Linked DNA regions of Rattus norvegicus: region 1 is linked to region 2. Evidence: chromatin contacts called from public Hi-C data. All regions are on one chromosome and are shown on one strand. The core of a region is the stretch at or near the end of the contact, and the rest is flanking DNA. Distances in the headings are between cores, read along the strand shown. Region 1 has its middle 340 kb from the start of Mir221. Region 2 overlaps LOC120099382 (a long non-coding RNA gene).

Evidence for each region. Hi-C and Micro-C count contacts between places; a contact is called where the count stands out from the background.
Region 1: a contact with region 2 is called in a Hi-C map of mammary epithelial cells, with 2.3 times the contacts expected there. The contact joins two enhancer-like sites. A contact is called at or near these places in 3 of 12 Hi-C or Micro-C datasets (the Rat2 cell line, frontal cortex and mammary epithelial cells).

The regions. Positions count from the first base shown.
Region 1 is chrX:6,357,289-6,359,988 of GRCr8, forward strand. No RefSeq gene overlaps it. Among named protein-coding and RNA genes, the nearest start is that of Mir221, 340 kb to the left of the region's middle. Within about 2 kb of position 1,438, at least 7 of the 93 cell types and tissues checked have an H3K27ac peak or open chromatin away from gene starts, as enhancers often do.
Region 2 is chrX:6,014,705-6,017,544 of GRCr8, forward strand. LOC120099382 (a long non-coding RNA gene) reads left to right here. Exons shown (of 9, transcript XR_005498566.2): 7 at 2,559-2,745. All of the region lies in intron 1 of LOC120099384 (a long non-coding RNA gene), which reads right to left. Among named protein-coding and RNA genes, the nearest start is that of Mir222, 6.5 kb to the right of the region's middle. Within about 2 kb of position 1,322, at least 1 of the 93 cell types and tissues checked has an H3K27ac peak or open chromatin away from gene starts, as enhancers often do.

The DNA of each region.
Region 1 (2,700 bases), core at 188-2,687, 340 kb after region 2:
TTCCTCTCATATTTAGATTATCTGCTACTGTACAACAAAAGTTCCCAAAGCCTAGTGACTTAAAACAATATATTATTAGGACCAATTATTCTATAAGTTGAATGGGCTCAGCCAGGTGGTCCTTGGGTTCTCCCAGGTGGTTAGACCCAGATGGCAGCTGGAGTCATTAGGAGACTCAACTGAGCAAGACATCAGAAATGGCTTCTTTAGCCACATCGGTCTCAACTGCTAAGATCTGAGAAACAGCTAAAGGCTTTGCAGGCATTTCTCTCTTCATCTAGATACTTCATGTGGCTTCCTCAAAGGACAGTAGTATAGGGGTAGCCAGATTTTTTTACAGGACAACTGGCTTCTTTTAGAGCAAGTATTCAAGGAGAGCCAGGTAGAAACTGCAAGGTTTTTCTTCACCATCAGAGCAAGGGACTTCACCAAAGAGGAAACACGAGGGGATTCAGAACATGGGAGGTTAGGAGCATCATTGGTGCCTATCACATGAAGGAATATTAGAATCTAGCTAAAATTCTTTATTTTTAAACAAATATAATTACCTAAAATACAACCCTAGTGTTTTGGTTAAACATAGCAGATCCAGAGTTCCTTTTGATTAAACAAAAGAGAAAAAAAATATGTCTTTGAACGTTAATGATCATTTCTAAACTTGACTTAATCTTCCATTTATTGGAGGATTGTGATAACAACCTAGACTTTGTTCTGTTGTTGGCTAGAGGCAGACCTGCCACCATTCTAGGGCTGACAAGCCAAAACAGGTGAGTGCATCTGGCATGACTCACCTTGGTAGCAGTGATTACCACCCAGTTCTGGTCTGGCAAGGCAGACCATCCTCCCCTTCACATACACACCCAGGCTTATCCACAACCTGAAGCATTTCCTTGATCCTTTCAGAGATGATGGACTGAACGTACATCCAAACTCTTTCCAGTAAGAGACATTTTGTGAAGTCTTTGGCAGCATATTGGCTGGCAAAGTCATCTGGCTGGCACACTCCTCCAGCATCAAGTTATGGCACTGCCACCTCTACTCGGTAGAGTTTCGAAATTTCACTTTGCACACCCTGTACAATGTGAGTCACTCAGCTTGCAGAGGAGGAGGAGGAGGAGGCCGCCATCTGCTAGTCATGAGTAGATGACAAATACCCTGCCCTGCGAATTTCCATCCTCATTTCACAATATTTAAGTAAACACATTTTGTAACCACTTTTTTCAGAGTCTCTTAGTGTTTGACATGGATTTTTTTTTTTTTTTTTTTTTTTTTGGTAAACACTGTGTATGAAGGTACCTTTTCTCTTTTCCTTCAAACAACTGTATTTGTTATTAAAACGGTGCTGTTGGCAACCATTGCCAAGTGCTGTCTTATTGAACAGTCAGAACAAAAAGAATACACATCTGAAACGCACAATTAAGCCCTATGCTATTTCAGAACAACTATGGTGAGAGGCCTCTCCAACATACACAGCTCCACGGTGACCCCTGCTGTATGCCTGCAAAATCCCCAAATATTACCTCCCATCAAAAAAAAAAGTTTCCAAAAAAGAAAAGCAAGTATAAAGAGTATAAAGGTGTGGACTGAAACACTGGGGCCTGAAGCTGCTTTTGGCATGTACCTCCTAAAATACAAAAGAAGTGAAGAATCTATGGCAAAAGAAAGACTACAGATTTTTAAGTCAGAGAATGTCTTACTATTAAAATTTGAACAAACTTCTTACAGAGTTTTGGTGGCATAAAATTTGAACAAACTTCTTACAGGGTTTTGGTGGCATATCCCAGGTGGTACAAGGACTGGCATATCCCTAGGATTTGCACAGCCACTAAATAAGGCTGTTTTATTTAACTTTGATGAGTGAAAGTGAGGAGGGGTGTCACTGAGAAAATGAAATACATTCCTACTGACAAGCAGAGAAAGTAAGAAATGGACCTGCTGGCAGACAGGCCATGATGTTCTCAGCTCACAAAAACAGTGGAAAAGGGAAAAATAAAGTAAAATAAAGCCACTGAACAAAACAAAAGTAACTAGATGTCTTCCTTCTCTGACAAACATTGAGTGATCATTGTTTCTTTACCCATGACCATAACAACCTCTTTACCCATGAAGACTGTGGTGTTACCCATCAGAGGTTCTCAATGTTCTTAATGCTGCAACCCTTTAGTACAGGTCCACATGTTTTATTGTCCCTAACCATTAATTTATTGCTATTTCTTAGCTATAATTTTGCCACTGTAATGAATCATAACACAATATCTGTGTTTTCTGATGGTATCAGGAGACTTGGGTGAAAGGATCAGTCAACAATCCCCAGGAGATTGTAACCCACAAGTCAAGAACTGCTGCCCAACATCAATTCCCTCTGATGTTTATGAGTATGAAATCTAGAGTTATCTCTTTTCCCCAATACCTTGTGGGGATCACTTGTAGCAAAGCCAGTCCCTTGAAAAATACTTGCTAGCTCTTTCTAAGGGTCTCAGAATCTCTTGTGTATGCTCTCTTTTTGACGGAACTAGCTTGCAAATTTAACTTCTAAAATTTCTATGTTGGTGGTAGGTAAGCCTTCTTAAAAAGAAATGCAACCCAGCAAAGGTGATTCTAAAGAGCCTTCTGTGACTATGAACAAGGCAGTACTTCTGTTCCCTATCTTGTGTAGAGCAGTGTGCTTTGTCCACAGTAACACCTATGCTTCCCTCAGAT
Region 2 (2,840 bases), core at 72-2,571:
TGCTTAGTTTTCTAAAGTTGTTATAAGAGTCAGAGACGCAGAGAAAACCCAGCTCTGTGTACCCCAGCATTGCTTGTGTGATTACCCACATGTCTGTATTACTAGTACAGTATTGTGTAGAGACTAGAGTAGACCCTCCACAACATGGAAATAGAGGAACATTGAAATGGTAATCTAATTCCACTTGGTGCTCTGGCTTCATTCAAAACTGGAATATAATACAGCAAATAAAATCCAGTGTAATTGATTCCAGTTCTTCCAAAAGGGACACTAAATCATAAATAATTGGTTGTCAGTGACTCACAAAATCATAGGTAAAGGCAGGTGCTGTTGATTTTTTTTTCCTGGAAGATTGGTCTGTGCATTGGTATCTTCCTTTCTGACCTGGGGCATGTTGATAGTATATTTCTTCTCCAGGTACTTGTCACTTTCAGTGTCCCTTACTATCTCTCTTACTTTTTCCCCTATGTGGTTTTGAAGAAATTGCCTTTAGAGCACTCCTTATATAATTGGCCACCCAAACTTGGCATCAGCACATGTGATATACTATATAGGGCCAAGTATAGCCTCCACTATTCTGAGATGGTACTTAACAAATGTATTGAGGAAGCATGAGATTTCTATGGGCAAAGAAACTGACAGGAAAAGCAAAATAGTCTACCTGCCTGCTAGATTTCTTAGGACCTTTTATATTTAGAAGGAAATACTGCTGTGTGCATTTTTCAAATGTAATGGGGTCAAAGAAATATGGGGTTGATTTTTGTGTTTGTTTTTGTTTTGTGGCTTATATCCTGGTTGAGAGCTCCAATAGACATACTGTTTTGTAACTTGCTTGGTGTATTGGTACATGACAGTTTTCCTAAGAGCCTTCTGTCTATCACTATTTGCATGTTGAAAACAAAACACGTCTTATCTCCTCGGATCTTGAGAGGTCTTGTCTCTAAATGTTGTGTCCATGGTTGGAAAAATCACTCAGCTGTATTTTAGCTTTAAAAACATTAGGGGCTATAGTAATAAAGGTGAACAAAGAACGTAAAATTCTGTCTGGAAATGAAATTCAGTCAAGGAAGAGCCTGTTCCTTTGTTTCATTTTGGCCAAATCATCTGCTACTACTCTTTTATTACTTATGATTCTGCTCTTTGCCAGTTTTATAAAGGGACAGGAAAAAATGTGGTGATGGGCATGACAATTCCCTCCAGTCGGTGTGGGATTTCCATATTAGTGCTACTACTGTTAAAGTGGGAAAGTAAAAGAATGGCCATGTCTAGGACTTTTTCCCCCCACTACAAAGGGTTTGATCATCTCAATAAGGCTTACAAGAGAGATTGTGTCAGAAAATGAATGGTAATTTCCCATGAGAACCTGAGACAGTCTTTATATCATAGGAAGAAGGAGAATAACATGGACTTTGAGGTCTGGAGCCTAGATTTCAGCTGCTGAAAAATGCAGAGCCTTCTGTCAGGGAAGGAGTGGCTTGATATAGATGCCAGGGCCTTACATGTGACAGGTAGACACTGCTGCTGAGCTACGTTCCATCCCTCTTAACATCTCTCCTTTTTAACTGATAGTTATATTCTTGGGCATACCAGCAGTACCCTCCCCGCCCCCAGCCCCAACCCCACCTTACTTTCATCTAAGTCTTTCAAGGCATACCTCCCATGACCACTTCTTCCCCTCACAGAAAGGGGAACCAGATTTCCCCTGTGTTACTTACCATCAATATAAGCAGCAATTTTATTCCTGTCATTTCCGCTTTCAACATAGTCATGAAGTTGACCACTGTTTCTCTGCACAGGAAGAAAGACTTCCTTCATCTCTTGCCTTCTTCCAAGCTCAGGAATAATCTTTGCTTTCTTGTGGATTCTGGACTCTAATGTTTTCTAACTTTTTAAATTAAGGCCACAAAAGTTACTTCCCCCCTTCTTAAACCTTTCAGATTTTCTCCACTTGCTAATCCTTTAAAGATCCATTCCAGAAGCTGATGTCTCTACTGAGGAATGTCAGAGTGCATATCTTCTCCTACCTATGTTTCTAGTTTTGCTGTGGTGGCTGACATCCCTTGTACTTTGTTGATAATAGTGATCCTTTTTAGTACCCTCTTCTTTTTTATATTGCATATTATTTAGTATAACAATAGATGGTCTCTAGTTGAAAGCAGATCTCTTGATCTTTTTTCTTTAATGTTTCCTTCTCTTGTGTGTGGTGCATAGGCCAGAGGTCTGTTGTCCTTGGGTGCTGTCCACCATTTCTTAAGACCTTGTCTTATTGGAACTCATCAATCAGAGGAGTCTCACTGATCAGCAAGCTCAAGGAATACACCTGTCTTCATCTCTCTCTCTCCATTGCTAGGATTATAACTGAACATCATATCATACCTGTTTTTGTTGTTTGTTTTTCCAACTTTGATTCTGTGGACTGAATTCACATCCTCCTGCTTTTATGACAAGTACTTAGAGACTATCAAATATCTTCCCAGCACTACCTTTCTCAATTGTTAATCTTTAAGTTTTAACTGGCTTGGTGGTATTTCTCTAAGTATTTGTTTTTTGCTTTCCAGAACCGGCCATGCACTGGGAAAATCCTTGCAGGGTCAGTATGAGCACAGCCCAGCCTCTACAACTAAACTGAGGCCAGAAGGAGAATGCTATTGTCAGGATGTGACATGGTCCTTGGCTTGTAATAGATTCATTTTCACTACACGGCAACCAGCCTCAACCACTTTGGCAGCAAATACTTGATTTTAGGTAAGAACTATATACTGCTGTCTTTCTCACTTCTCCAAAGATTATATAAAGCAACCAATATCCCCACTGCCTTTTATGCAATATACTTCAGACCA